Linked DNA regions of Mus musculus: region 2 is linked to region 1. Evidence: chromatin contacts called from public HiChIP or PLAC-seq data. All regions are on one chromosome and are shown on one strand. Each heading gives the region's core, a stretch centred on a gene start, on an enhancer-like site or on the middle of the called end of the contact. The rest is flanking DNA. Distances are from core to core; before and after follow the strand shown. Region 1 has its middle 17 kb from the start of Tbcc. Region 2 has its middle 9.1 kb from the start of Taf8.

Region 1 (7,548 bases), core at 2,270-4,769:
TGGGAAGACCCTGAGCATAGGAACCTCAAAGCTTCACCCCTACAGTGACACACTTCTTCTAACAATGCTACACCTTCACCATAAGGCCACACCTCCTAAGAGTGCCACGCGTATTCAAACCGTCACATGTTTTAATCATGTGTATGTGTGCATGCGCGTGTGAGTGCTTGTGGAGGGCATATGAGAGCATTGGAGCCCCTGGAGAAGCTATGATTGATTACAGGGAGTTGACATGGGTGTTGGGAGCTGAACTCGGTCTTCTGCAAGAGCCATCTCTCCAGCCCTTTCCTCCTCCCTCCCTTGGGGCGTGGGGGGGGGCACTCATGCAGAGGTCAGAGGACAATTTTCAGGAGTCAGTTCTCATTGAGACGGGATCTCTAACTTTCTGTTGCCGAGTACTGCAAGCCTACCTGGCCCAGGAACTGAACTTGCAGGTAATTCTCCTGCCTCTGCCTCCCAACTCTGTTGGAACGCTAGGTTTATAGATGTTTGCCTCCATACTGGGCTTTCTACATGGCTCCTGGAGATCAAACTCGGTCCTGCCTGCTTGGCTAGCTTTTGCTTACTGAGCTGTCTTCCAGGCCCGTACCATGTTCCTATAAACAGAGTCTCACTGGGACCTAAGGCCTATTAATTAGGCCGGCCAGTGAGCACCTGGGATCCCTTGACCATCTGTCAGTGCAGAGACTTCATTCATACACTACCATACTTGGCTTTATATGTGGGTGCTGGAGATCGAACCCAGACCCTCATGTTTGTGTGGTGAGCACATTACTGACTGAGCTGTCTCCTATCCACCCCTTTTTCTGTCTTTTGTTTTTGAGACAGGGTTCTCTCTGTGTAGCTCAGCTTGTCCTTTAACTTGTACTCCTCCTGACTTGGCCTCCCATACCATATCTGATTCTTTGCTGCATTTTTAGAACATGAGAGAGCTGGCATTGATTTGAGGCAGTGCTAAGTCATTGCATAGCCTATGGAAGATGTGTAGTGTACAAATCTTCTTTTCCTTAAGAAGCAGAAACAAGGCTGGCGAGATTGCTCATGGGGAAGGGAACTTGCTCTCCAGCTTGGTGGCATGATGTCATTCCCTAGAGCCAGGTAGAGAGAGGCGAGAGCTAGAACCGGTTCCCAGCAGTTGCCCTCTGACCTCCACAGCACACAAAGGCATGCACATGCGCACACAGTGAGTAATTGGTTCGGTGAGAAAGAGGCCGAGCCAGATGTTGTAAGGGCAGGTTGCTTGTTTTTTACTTTTAGTGCCAACACTGTTAGCTGTGTTAGTTCTGTGTTAGCCGGGGTTCTCTAGAGTGACAGACAGGCTTGTCAGGGTTATGGAATGAATATGAGTATCTATATATTTAGAGAGAAGGAAGGAGGGTGGGGATTTATTATAGGCTGTGGTCAAGATGACCACAATGCTGGCAGTTGCCTATGAGTGGAAGGTCTAAGAATGCAGTAGTTATTCAGTCCATGAAGGTGCATGTCTCAGCTAGTCGGTATAGCTGGAATCCTGAGGATGTAGGCTGTAATGCCTGTCTGAATGGGCTTGCTAGGGAGAGCGAGCAGGCAAAGAGAGAGAGCCTCCTTCTTCCATGCCCTTATAATGGCTGCCAGCTGAAAGGGTGGTGCAGATTGAGGGTGGCGTTTCCCACCTTAAAAGATCCGGATTAAAAATGTATCTTCACACCTCAGATGGCTTAAGTAAGGGAAAAAAAAAAATCCGCCGGGCACACGCCTTTAATCCCAGCACTTGGGAAGCAGAGGCAGGCAGATTTCTGAGTTTGAGGCCAGCCTGGTCTACAAAGTGAGTTCCAGGACAGCCAGGGCTACCCAGAGAAACCCGTAAAGCCAAAATAAATAAATAAATAAAAGCCCTCACAGGGGTGCCCAGCCTCTCAGGTTTTAGTTAATTCCAGGTGTAGTCAAGTTGAGAACAACAGCCATCACAACTTCCTTTTGTGTTTAAATTTTTTTATAAAGATCTTTACTTTTATTTATTTATGTAGACTTCTGCGTGCATGTACACCTGTACCTGCAGGCCAGAAGAGGGCGCCAGATCTCATTATAGATGGTTGTGAGCCACCATGTGGTTGCTGGGGATTGAACTCAAGACATGTGGAAGAGCCGCCAATGCTCTTAACCTCTGAGCTCTCTCTCCAGCCCTCATGTTTTAAAATTTTTATCACATTTATTTATTTGTAAGTGTCTGTTGGAGTAGGAGAGCTAAGTCAGTAGAGTGTTTGCTATTGCAAGCATGAAGACGTGAGCTTGCTTTTTAGAACCAATATTTATAATCCACATTTATAATCCCAGCACTGGGAAGGCACGACTAGACCTTGCTGGCCGACTGGCCTAGCCTACTGCAGAGTCCCTGCCTCTGGGAAGTCCCATCTTAAAGAGCAAGGTAGAGAGCCAATGAGAAAGAACACATGAGAGTGTCCTCTAGCCTCTACACACCTGTGAGTACTTACACAATTGGGGCATCCATGCATACAAACACACACACTCAAGCAAGTTCACACACACCTGTATAGTTACAAAATAAAACCCACCCGAGGTACATGGACCCTGAGGAGGAACGCTCAGAGTTCTCTTTTCCCACAATTAGGCCAGGTGGTGGCTCACACTTGAAATCCCAGTATTTTGGAGGCTGAGGCAGGAGGATTACAGCTGGGCAGTGGTGGCGCATGCCTTTAGTCCCAGCACTTGGGAGGCGGAGGCAGGCAGATTTTAGAGTTCTAGGTTAGCCTGGTCTACAGAGTGAGTTCCAGGACAGCCATGGCTACACAGAGAAGCCCTGTCTCAAAAAACAAAAGAAAACAAAAACAAAAAAAAAGAGTTGGAGACCAGCCTGAGCTTACAGAGTGAGACCCCCTATTTTTGTTGTTTGTTTTTATTTTATTTGTGTTTAAAGCAGTTATACGAGGAGGGAACAAGGAGAAGCATGCTAGTTGGGATAATATAAGACTAAGACGTGACTCAATTAAAAACAGTCATTTATGTATCTATTTGCTGTATGTGTGGGGGTTTAACCATCGGAGCAAGCATGTGGAAGTCTGAGGACTACTGTGGAAGTCTCAGGTTGTCTCCCACCTTGTAGGTCCCAGGGATCAAACTCAAGCCTGGTGTAGGCCTGGTGAGCAATCATCTCTCCCCCTAACCATTGTGCTCCCCTTGCCGCCGTTTTTTGGGGGAGGGGTAAAAACAGTAATGTTGAGAGATTCATTCATTGCTTCTCTCAGACTGCCACCCATGAGCCTAAGTGCTTCCTCAGTTGCACACACCCATGCAGGGGAGGACATCTTTGTCTGAACATCCTAAGTCTAGAGAACACTTTGTGAGTGACGCCCTGTTAATGAGGACCAGTCACCAGCCTTTGTAGAGCATCCGCTACCTCCAGCACCAGCCAGGTGCCTTGACAGAACCTAGCGTCAAGAAATGGTGGCTTAGCGTACTGACGCAGGATGCCACAGCTGGCCCCGGGGGAGATGGGAAGGGATAAAAATAGACAAAGCCTGGTCCTCGTCTCCTGGAGGCTGGGAGTCCAGGGATAGACATGACTAATTATGAGTCACTCGAGGTGGTGTGTGTTATCAAGGAAAAGGAAGTTGTTTGGAAGTACAAAGAAGAGAGAAGCAAGGGGAAAGGGCAGGCAGGGGAGCCGCCAGAGGAAGTGAATGTCACGAGAGACGGGGACAGGGACAGAACTGGCCAGGCTCTGCTTCCTAGAATCCTGTGGGCATCCAGGAGTTTCTGGAACATCAGAGTTCCTGGCATTTGGGTGGGTTCGGGATGGGAAGGTGAAGAGAAAGAGTTGGAGCTGGGGGTGGGGGGAGTGGGGGGGTCGGCAGTGCCTGAGAAAGGCTGTTGCCATGGTTCCCTGGAAAAAACAATGGGGCCAAACAGAGGTCAATGGAAATGAAATGGAGATCACCTGAGAATGATCTGTGCTCCAAGACCAAAGTGTGAATCTGTTTTGTATTTTGTTTGTTTGTTTGGTTTTACGAGAGAGGAGTTCTCCCTGTAATAGTCCTAGGTGTACTGGAACTCACTTTGTGGACCAGGCTGGCCTCGAACTTCCAGCACTGGGATCAAAGGCTTGTGCCCCCATGCCTGGCCAGTCTGAACTTGTAAAATAGGCATATACTTACCCAATGTCTGTAGCCAGTGCTGATACCAACCAAAGGCTGGCTCAGAGCGAGGATTTAAGGTGCAAAAGGAGTAGCATGGTCCAGAAGAGCTTTTTACCCAATCCACGGGGTTTCTGCACAGTCCTACAAATAAAGCTGGTCTCCTGTCCGGCAGAGACTGGCTTACCACAGCAGGAGCCTATTCCTTTGACCTGCACTGGAGAGAGGCTGTCGGGCAAGCTTCCATTATCAAAACTGGAATTTGCTGTGTGTGGTAGTTTGAGCCTGTAATTGCAGCACTTGGGAAGTGGAGGCAGGAGGACTTGCCACATGTTCAAGACCAGCCTGGGCTATATAGTGAGACCCTATCTTCATTGAAGAGTAAAAAAATAACTTTAAAAAGTAATGCAAGGCATGAGAGACGGCTCAGCAGTTAAGAGCACTGGCTTCTCTTGTGGAGGACTGGGTCAGTTCCCAGCACCCACATGGTGGCTCACAGTGCGCTGTAACTCCAGTTCCAGGGGATCTGACACTCTTCTAGCCTCCTCCAGTGCTAGGCTTCTACGCAGTACACATCCCTATATATATGCAAGCCAAATGCTCATGAGATAAAAATAAATGCTACGAAGTGCAGGTCGGATGCACGAATGTAAAGCAGGCGGGCCTCAGAGCCTAGACTATCACTGGGCAATCTCTTCCCCCCTCTTCCTCACTCAGTGGAAATCTGCCTCTCTCTGCGTGCACTTACCTCTGCTCTGAAATGTTAGCTTTGACCTTTGTCTTGTGTGCATGTGGTGACCAGAGGTCACCATCTGGTGGCCTCTGCAGTCGCTTTCCACCTTTTTTTCTCCCTCCCCCCCCTTTTTTTTATTCTTTTTGAGATGGGCTTTCTCTGTGCAACCCCTGCCTGTCCTGAAATTCACTCTGTAGACCAGACTGGCCTAGAACTCAGAGACCTGCCTACCTCTGCCTCCTGAGTGCTGGGATCAAAGGTATGTGCCACCACCACCCAGCCACTTTTTGTTGCCGTTGTTTGAAAATATCTCATTTTGGGTGATGTGTAATGTGTTGGGGGGTCAGTGCATGTGTTTGCAAGTGTGTGCAGGTACCCAAGGAAACTGGAGGCACTGGATGTAACAGAGCCGTTGGTACAGATGGTTGTGAACCACCCAGTGTGCATGCTGGGAACAGAACTAGTCCTCTACCAGAGTATTCCACCATCGTCTGTCTGTCTGTCATGGTTTTCTAGCTAGCCTGGAATAAACTATTGATCAGTGAATGGCCTTGAACTCTCAAAAATCTACCTGCCTCTTCGTCCTAAGTGTTGGGATTAAAGACACACACAGCCACACTCAGCCCTGGGTTTACAGGCATGGACGTGCATGCTTGCAAGCAAACACTTTCTATTCCCAAAGTTGCTCTTTGATTTTTTTGATAAACACCAGTCACAGTCTCTTGACTTTTGCAAGTTTTCACAAGGTCACTGGTCTCAGGGAGTGTACTTCCAGTGTTTGTAGCTCAGGGATCCCCCAAACTGCCTGCCACGACCTCTGGTCCTGGCACTGCCCAGTACTCGGTGTGGCTCCTCCTTGTTAGGGCCTGAGTGTGGAAGTTGAGCCTCTCACTCTTAGGTGTGTCTAGTTGAGGCTTTCCTTTTTGTCTTACTATCCTTACTCAGCTTTGAGAACCCAGCTTTAGGGCTTGAGAGCTGGCTCAGTGGTTAAGAGCACTGGCTGCTCTTGAGAGGACCTGGGTTTGGTTCTCAGCACCCACACAGTGGCTCAGAACCATCCATACCTCGATTTCTAAGGAGTCCAGCGCCCTCTTCTAACCTCTGAGGGGTCAAGGCAGGAACATGGTGCATATACATGCACACTGTCAAGATAGTCATACATGTAAGACAAAATAAATAAAATTTTCGAGCCGGGCGTGGTGGCGCACGCCTTTAACCCCAGCACTCGGGAGGCAAGAGGCAGGCGGATTTCTGAGTTCGAGGCCAGCCTGGTCTACAAAGTGAGCTCCAGGACAGCCAGGGCTACACAGAGAAACCCTGTCTCGAAAAAACCAAAAAAAAAAAAAAAAAAATTGGGGGGCTGGAGAGATGGCTCAGCAATTAAGAGCATTGACTACTCTTCCAGAGGTTCTGAGTTCAATTCCCAGCAACCACATGGTGGCTCACAACCATTTGTAATGGGATCTGACGCCTTTTGTAGTGCAGGCATACATGCAGATAGAGCACTCACTCATATGCATAAACAAACAAATCTTTTAAAAATAAATAAATGAATGAAATTTTCAGCCTGGTCTACAGAGCAAGTTTCAGGATATCCAGTGCTATGCAGAGAAACCCTGTTCTGGGTGCTGGGGGCCAGGGGAAAGCACAGCTTTAAACTTTTCCCTCTACCTGCCTGTCTGCACAGAATGCCTTCTCTATCCCCATACCCAGAGCATCACACTGTGTGACACCCTTGCCTTCCCCAAGCCCCATATATTGTTGCTCTGTTGTTTTTAATCTCAGAACACTTATAAGGATAGAGGACATTGAGCAGATCAACATGACAATGTTGAACATGAGTGTGTTCAGGGCTGGGGATGTCAGCAGGCAAGCTTCCTGTCTGTGGAGCTGCTTGCCACAGAAACGGCTTCCCTCCCTCCCTGAGGCCACACCCATCCACCACCCACACATCTATCCACAAATCTACCCACCCACCCATCCATCCATCTACTCACACATCTACCTACCCACCCACACATCCATCCACCCACCCACTTACCCACCCATCCACCCATCCATCTATCTACCCACACATCTACCCAACCATCCATCCATCCACCTGCCCACCTACCCAGCCAGCCAGCCAGCCAGCCATTGATCCATCCATCCATCCAACTCCATCCATCCATGCATCCATCCATCCCAGGTACCCAGAGCAAGCTTCACTACTGCCGTGCATATGGATTGCTCTTGTTTCATCTTTCCTTTCCCCACTTTTTCTAATTTGTTTGTGGTGATGGGGACAGCATAGTGACAGTAGATCTTTTGTCGCCACATTAGAGAGGCCTTGGCTGCACCCACCCAGGGGGGGTTCCTTTCTGAAGTGGCAGGAAGGAGGTTTTGAGGTTTGTGAATATTGCTTCTAAGTATCTTAGCGAAAGATTTGTTTGCCCATATTTGTGACATTTTGGCAAGCTAGAAACCTGAGAAGATGCTTTCTGGTTGGTTTTGTGTGTGGTTTTACTCTTTAGGGGGAGAATTTACACCTTGGTGAAACTGTGCTTAACTGGCTAGAGAGATGGCTCAGTGCTGCCCCTGCAGAGGACCCAGGTTCAGTTCCCATCAGTACACGGCAGCTCATGATGTCTGTAACTCCAACCCTACCATGTCCAACTTCCTCTTCTGGCCTCCACAGACAGCAGG
Region 2 (7,069 bases), core at 2,506-5,005, 640 kb before region 1:
AACTGCTCTTCTGAGGCAGGATCTCTCAATGGCCTGGAGATCGATCGCCACCTGGGCTAACTGGCTGACCAGGGAAGCCCTAGGATTCTGTCTCTGCCTCCTTGGCACTAGATGGCACATAAGGAATTTGCATACGTGTTGTGAGGCTCAAATTCACACCTTCATGCTTGTGAGCCAAACACTGCACTGACTGAGCCAGCCATCTTCCAGCCTTTTGTACTGTTTTTCTTTTCTGAGACAGGGTTCTATGCATCCCAGACTGGCCCCAAGTCCAAGGGTGACCTTGAACTTCTCCTGCCTGTACTTCCGGAGCACTGGTTACAGTCATGGGCCACATCCAGTTTTTTGTGTTCCTGAAGACTGAACCCAGAGATACCTTATGCCAGGTCTCGTCCAACTGAACAACATCCTCCAGCTCCTTGTAGGATGAGTGTGAAGAATAAGTAATAATCGAGTTAATAAACATACAAATGGAAGGAGAATAACACCTTGTGTAAACTGAACTCTGACCTCCAAGCACAGGCTCCCATACACTTCATACACTTTGCCCACACACACACCACACACTCTGTGTATGTGTATGTATATACATATACATATATATACACATATGAATATATACACACACACACATACATACATATATGTTTTTTTAAAGAAAGAAAATGTATACAGTATATGCTCATGAGGAACACCCAAAAGGACTCCCAGCAGTTTTGTCTGAGGAAACTTTCTGAGGACCACCCAGAGGTACCAAAGTCAAGTTCAGTGGTTATACTAAGTCTGAGCCGACTCAAAAAAAGACTATCTCTCCAGAGATCCAGAGATCTGAGAGGCAGATTTGGTTGGTCTTGTGGACTAAGTCAATCAAAGAAAAGACAGATGCTGGCCCTAGGACCAGCAGGTACCAGCTGACTGGGAAGAAGGGAGGACTTAGGGACTGTACTAAGTGTCTGCTCTTGCTTGGTCATCTAGTATATCTGAAGGCCCGTGACCCCCAAGACCCTTCCCACTGTGGTTCGTGGGTCTGTACGGGACATGTCTTAGGAGGAGGGGAGAACAGAGAGGAAATAAGAGGCAGCCTTCTGAGCCACTGAGTGCAAAGAGCCTTCCCTTCCTAAGGTCCCCAAGACATCTTGGTGTGGTTCTCTTGCTAAAGATCCAACCCCTCCCAGGGTCTCATTCAAATTGGGCTCCAATCACAGCAAGCTCTGAAAATGAGCTCAGGAAAGATTCTGTGACAGCAGACAGAAATCTTCAAGGGACAGGCGGATGGGACCTACAGGTGCCCTCTCCTCCCCTAGCAGGGCCCCCCTCCTCCAGCTGGAGCTTAAGTTGATGCTCAAGGCCTGCATGTGTCTTGAGGCCCCGGCCCTGACTTCCTTTCCCAGAACTCAAGAGAGCCCAGGGGAGGGGCAGGGAGGAGCAGCCTGGAGAGAAGGGAGCAGAGATCCGGAGGAGGGTGGGCTGGAGCAGAAAATGCTGGGGCCAGAATCGGGAGGTTCTGGGATTGCCCCAACTTCAAGGACTCTGTCCAACCTTCTCCCCAAAGGCCAAAACTTTCAGGTCTATTTTTACTCTAGAGGAAAAAGGGCTGTGAGGCCAGAGCTCGGGCTGGGTGGTAGAGCATTTGCTGAGCACACACCAAGCCCTGGGATCCATCTGCAGCACCATTTAAACTAGGTCTGGTAGCGCATGCCTTGTAACCTTAGCCCTTGGGAGGGAGAGGGAGGAGGATCAGAAATTCAAGGTCATCCTTGACTGCGGAAGAAGCGTAAGGCTAGCCTGGGCTACGTGAAACCATGTCTTAAACAAAACAAAACCCATGCTGAAGAGAAGTAGCACACATACTTCTAATCTTAGTACCAGGGAGTCGGAGGCAGGCACTATGAGTTCAAGACCAGCCTGGTCTAAAAAAGGGAGTTTCAGGTCAGTCAGAATTGCATAGTAAGGTCTTGTATCAAAAAATAAAAAGTGTGTGTGTTTATATGTGTGTGTGTGAGAGAGAGAGAGATGGAGTCATAGGCGAGATGATGAAGAAAGAAACCAAAACTGGTTTGGGATTAACCCCCATGCCCACCCTAAGGAGTAGAGGCTGGAAAATGACTTCTGCTGTCAAGAAGACAGTAACTATCACTCATCAGAAGCCATGGCCTGCCTGGCCCAGGGCAGGACTTCGTATTATCTCTTAAGTCGAATGCAGGTTAGACTCTTTACCCAGCCATATCCTATGCCTCGTTTCCTCACCTGCAAAGGCAGAATAATGCCTGTCTTGCCTGGGATGTAGCTGAGTGACAGAGTACTTGCCAATATGTACAAAGGCCTAGGTTTGAGCCTCAGCATACACACAGACACACACAGACACACAGACACACAGACACACAGACACACACAGACACACACACACACACACACACACACACACACACACACACGCAAGCGTGTGTGCTTGCTTCATTGGGCTGTGAGGCCATTAAGATGCTCCTTAGCATATAGTAAACATTTAGCTGGTACTAGCCACCATGAGGGAAGGGTCACAGGTGAGGAAACAGACACCAGAAAGGAACCTAGCAAGAACCAAGCCAGGCAGCTTATCCATAGGGACTGCTCTCTGGCCCGACCACCATAGAATGAAAATGGATGGTGAATCCCCATTTGATGCCAAACAGCCCTATCAGTCTGCCAGCTGAGCTGTGTGAAACTTAGCAAGAAGCTTAACTTCTCTGTGCAGCGGCTTCTTGGCCTGTCTCCTATGTCCCTTGAGCTGACGGTGGTTAGGAAAGAATGAATTATTAAGTCTTTGGAAATACTAGCCAGACTCTGTTCCAGGGCTGTTCACTGTGGCCATCTTGCTCACTGTGGGCCGAGTCTGCTGTGTCCTGTAGCCCACTGACCGTAAGGCCTTCTTAGTTCTCTGTCTCTGTCTCTGAAACAAGCTCTTGCCCAGTAGTCCTGGCAGGCCTGAGCTTGCCATGGAGGCCAGGCTGGCTTCAAATTCCCAGAGATCCACCTGCCTCTGCCTTCCTAGTGCTGAGACTAAAGGCCTGCGCCATCAAGCCAAGCAAGCAATAGCCCTTAACGGGTCTGACCGGCTGCAATAAGATCTGGCCCGGATACAGGAAGAACCAGCCCCACCTTCAAAGAGGCATGGCTAAGTCTCTGCTTTCTAACCTCAGGAGAGGCTGCTGGGGAATTTTACCCAACAAGGGAGAACTAATTCTTTCAGAAAGGTGTGGCTTCCGAGGCCCTTAACAGGCAACAATGTAAGTGTTAGACCCTTTGAAAGGTAGGAAGGGTCATTCCAGAGTAGCTTCCCTGAAAATGTGCTGGCGCCTGCTGACACTTGGGTCCCTCGGAGGCAAGGACGACGGAAGGTCAGGAAGAGTTGTGGGAGGGCCCCTGCCTGCGCAAAGGAGCACCTTCTCCCAGCGCTGCACACTTGGGCCAGAGCACATTTTATGGAGATTCTGCCTGGTCCGGTCAGAACAGCTCTCTGTGTAAACAGCTGGGAATGGGGTGGGGACAGAGGTCCCAGGAAACCAGCTGGCGCCTGAAGGACCAGGTGGGGTTCTTCACCCAATCCGGGGGCCCCTGAAGTGACACTCTGGGCTATAGCTCCATCTGGTGGACCAAGTGTGAATACCATGGGCCGGGGCCAGCGGCAGGCCGAGTGATGACGCAAGGGGGCCTCGGTGAGTCACCCAATTTCTAGGCGGAAAGGGGTGGAGTCTTCGCGTTGACACTCTGGCAGAGGCCCTAGGTGCATGCGCTCTAGACTCCTGTAGCTAGGACTCACGTCATTAGGCTGGGATCACACAGCTATTTGTTAGAAAGTTCTTACATTTTTGCCAAGTGGGCGTGGTACTTTCCATGCCTGTAATCCCAGCTCCCAGAAAGAAAAGGCTGGGGTTGCTACAAGTTCAAGGACGGCCAGGTCTGTTTACAATAGTACGGGGGTTGGGGGGAGGCTATATGGCAAGGCTCAAGCAATAATAATAATAATAATAATAATAATTCAAAACGCATAACCAAACAAAAAAAATCCATCTACTCAAGAAAAACGTATGGGTCTGGAAAGCCAGAGAACCAGCTAAAAGCTTGTCCTGCTCTTGCAGATGACCCAAGTTCAGTCCCCACACTGTGTGGCTCACTTCAGGCCCTTGCATTTATGCACACAGACACACAGAGACACATAGTTACAAATAAAATAAACATTTTTGTTTCGTCCTAATGCATCCCAGAACTACCTTAAACATCTAAACGCTTCTTGTATCTCCTTCAATTTCTGGAGTCTAACTTCACTTTTTGATGCTGCCTTGCTTGAAAGCTTTACAGCCTAGGCCCCTTCCAACTTCCAATGATCCTCCTGCCTCAGCTTCCTGAGTGCTGGGACCACAAGCATTCACTACTACTTCCAATACCACTGCATTTATTTATTTTCCTACTTAGCTCTCTTTTGTTTTTGTTTTGGTTTGGTTTGGTTTTGGTTTTTCGAGACAGGGTTTCTCTGTGTAGCCTTGGCTGTCTTAGAACTCACTTTGTAGACCAGGCTGGCCTCGAACTCAGAAATCCACCTGTCTCTGCCTCCCAAGTGCTGGGATTAAAGGCGTGCGCCACCACGCCCGGCTGTTGTTTTGTTTTTTAAAGATTTACTTATTTATTATATGTAAGCACTCTGTAGCTGACTTCAGACACTCCAGAACAGGGTGTCAGATCTCATTACGGATGGTTGTGAGCCACCATGTGGTTGCTGGGATTTGAACTCAGAACCTTTGGAAGAGCAGTCAGTGCTCTTACCCGCTGAGCCATCTCGCCAGCCCTCTCCTTTGCTTTTAAATTAAAACTATTACTTATACGCCCGGCAGTGGTGGCGCACGCCTTTAATCCCAGCACTTGGGACATATTTACTTGCAAAGACTCCCTCTGTGTTCTACCCCAAGCCCTCCCCCTCTCCACACATCACACCGTACCATCCGTATTATATTTTTGTTTTAAAATTGTATGTGTATTGGTGTTTTGTCTCTACCTGGGTCTGTGCACCGTGTGTGTGTGTGTGTGTGTGTGTGTGTGTGCGTGCGTGCGTGCCTGTGCGTGTGTGCGTGCCTGTGCGTGTGTGTATGTGTGTGTGTGTATGTGTGTGTGTGTATGTGTGTGTGTGTGTATGTGTGTGTGTGTATGTGTGTGTGTGTGTGTATGTGTGTGTGTGTGTGCGCGCGTGTGCGTGTGTGCGTGTGCGTGCGTGTGTGTGTGCGTGTGTGTGTGTGTGCGTGCGTGTGTGTGCGTGTGTGTGTCTGGTGCCCAGGAAGGTCAGAAGGAGCAGAGTTACATAGACTTCCTCCTGGTGGGCAGGAAGATAGGGTGAGGGGATGTAGCTAGGTAATACTGGTGGTGAATTCCAAATTCCCAAGATGAAAGGTCTCTTCTTCACTCTCAGGACCTGAGACAAAAGCCTGGCAGCTTAAAACAAAAGTTTTATTGAGTTTCTTCTCCCACTCCCGGACCCCCTGCTGATGGACTTCAAGCCTGGAAGGTTTACAGGCCAATCAACCATCCTATCTTTTTTCAAATTGACCAACCCTAAATTAGGGGAGAAGGACTTTTTGAGAGACTTAAAAAGGCCTCCAGCCTTCAATTTTTTTGTTTCCCAAGTCTGCACTCTGCCTTGCAGGGTCTGTTTCTCTGTGTGTCTGCCGCATGTGTTTCCTCATTCCCAGTACCTGCCCTTCAACCGTTGGTTCTGTCTGCTGCTGTCTGCTTGCAGTCTGAGATTTCCCTCGACACTACCAGCTGCTTCCTACTTCCTAATTCTTAAAGTGGCAGAGCACATAAACCTGATCAAAACTTGTAGACCTTAAGAAAAAGACCTCAGAGCCGGGCGGTGGTGGGGCACTCCTTTAATCCCAGCACCTGGGAGGCAGAGGCAGGCAGATTTCTGAGTTCGAGGCCAGCCTGGTCTACAAAGTGAGTTCCAGGACAGCCAGGGCTACACAGAGAAACCCTGTCTCAAAAAAAAAAAAAAAAAAAAAAAAGGGTCTCAGGGCTGAAGAGAAGGCTCAGTGGTTAAGAGCACTGACTCCTCTTCTGAAGGTCCTGAGTTCAAATCCCAGCAACCACATGGTGGCTCACAACCATCTATAATGAGAGCTAATGCCCTTTTCTGGTGTGACTGGAGATAGCTACAGTGTACTTACATATAACAATAAATAGATCTTTAAAATATATATATTTAAGAAAGAAAGGAAAGAAGGAAGGAAGGAAGGAAGGAAGGAAGGAAAGGGCATCAAATCCCCTGAACTGCAGTGACAAATGGACAACTGTGAGTTGCTGGGAATTGAACCTGGGTCATCTGAAAAAACAGCCTGTGCTTTTCTGGTGTATAGGGTCTCTCTACATAGCCATGGCTGTCTGACTATGTGAACTCTCTCTGGACGCTGGTTTTCAAGATGATAAGCTGGGACAGAGGTGCACGCACATGCGCACCTAGAATTACGGTGAGAAACACTACGGAGCCCCTAAGTGGTTGTTGAAGCCACATGACCCAGAGTTCAAAGGTTTTTAGGGGTGCTTTAGGGAGAAAGTGAGGGGCTGAGACCAGAGAAGACACAGACTCCAGTCTTACTGCAGGAAAGGTGCCCTAGGTCGGCAGCAGGGACAGGGACAAGGACAGGAATTGACAGCTCTTTGAAACGCAGAGGATTTAAACTTTAAAAGTCTGTGGGCAAAATAAACACACCTACCGTTCAGCAGGGAAAGGGAAACTTGGCAGAGGTCCCAGAACTTTCCCCACCCACAATCCGCCCTAAACTTCCTCTTGTGGTTTCTCAAGGGTACAGGCTGTTCTTGCTCTACAAGTGAGGGCGGAGGGAAAGGGGCGTGCCCAGGGTTCCACTGTGCCCAGACCCTGGGAGCAGAGAGGAAGAGGTGGGAGGGCGCAGAGGAACTTTGTTTGCATTATTCATACACTTCACAACCTTAGTCCCTCACCCTCAAACCCGACATCAACACCCATCCCTTCTTAGGATCAATGCTTAGACGTTCTTTGAAAAAACAAAAAACAAAACAAAACAAA

The links. HiChIP or PLAC-seq counts read pairs in DNA pulled down with a chosen protein or histone mark.
Region 2: an HNF4G HiChIP or PLAC-seq map of pancreatic cancer cells shows a contact between it and region 1. The contact joins two enhancer-like sites. A contact is called at or near these places in 7 of 39 promoter capture datasets (the HPC-7 cell line, cranial neural crest, embryonic stem cells and 3 more), 1 of 484 Hi-C or Micro-C datasets (embryonic stem cells), 4 of 115 datasets of contacts at active chromatin or transcription factors (astrocytes, embryonic stem cells, microglia and 1 more) and 1 of 9 other capture datasets (adipose tissue).

The regions. Positions count from the first base shown.
Region 1 is chr17:46,870,337-46,877,884 of GRCm38.p6, reverse strand. It overlaps a transcript of Bicral not described here. Among named protein-coding and RNA genes, the nearest start is that of Tbcc, 17 kb to the left of the region's middle. Within about 2 kb of position 3,519, at least 116 of the 459 cell types and tissues checked have an H3K27ac peak or open chromatin away from gene starts, as enhancers often do. A contact at or near this core is called in the HPC-7 cell line, adipose tissue, microglia and 1 more, where this site is marked.
Region 2 is chr17:47,507,902-47,514,970 of GRCm38.p6, reverse strand. It overlaps a transcript of Ccnd3 not described here. Among named protein-coding and RNA genes, the nearest start is that of Taf8, 9.1 kb to the right of the region's middle. Within about 2 kb of position 3,755, at least 329 of the 459 cell types and tissues checked have an H3K27ac peak or open chromatin away from gene starts, as enhancers often do. A contact at or near this core is called in the HPC-7 cell line, adipose tissue, microglia and 1 more, where this site is marked.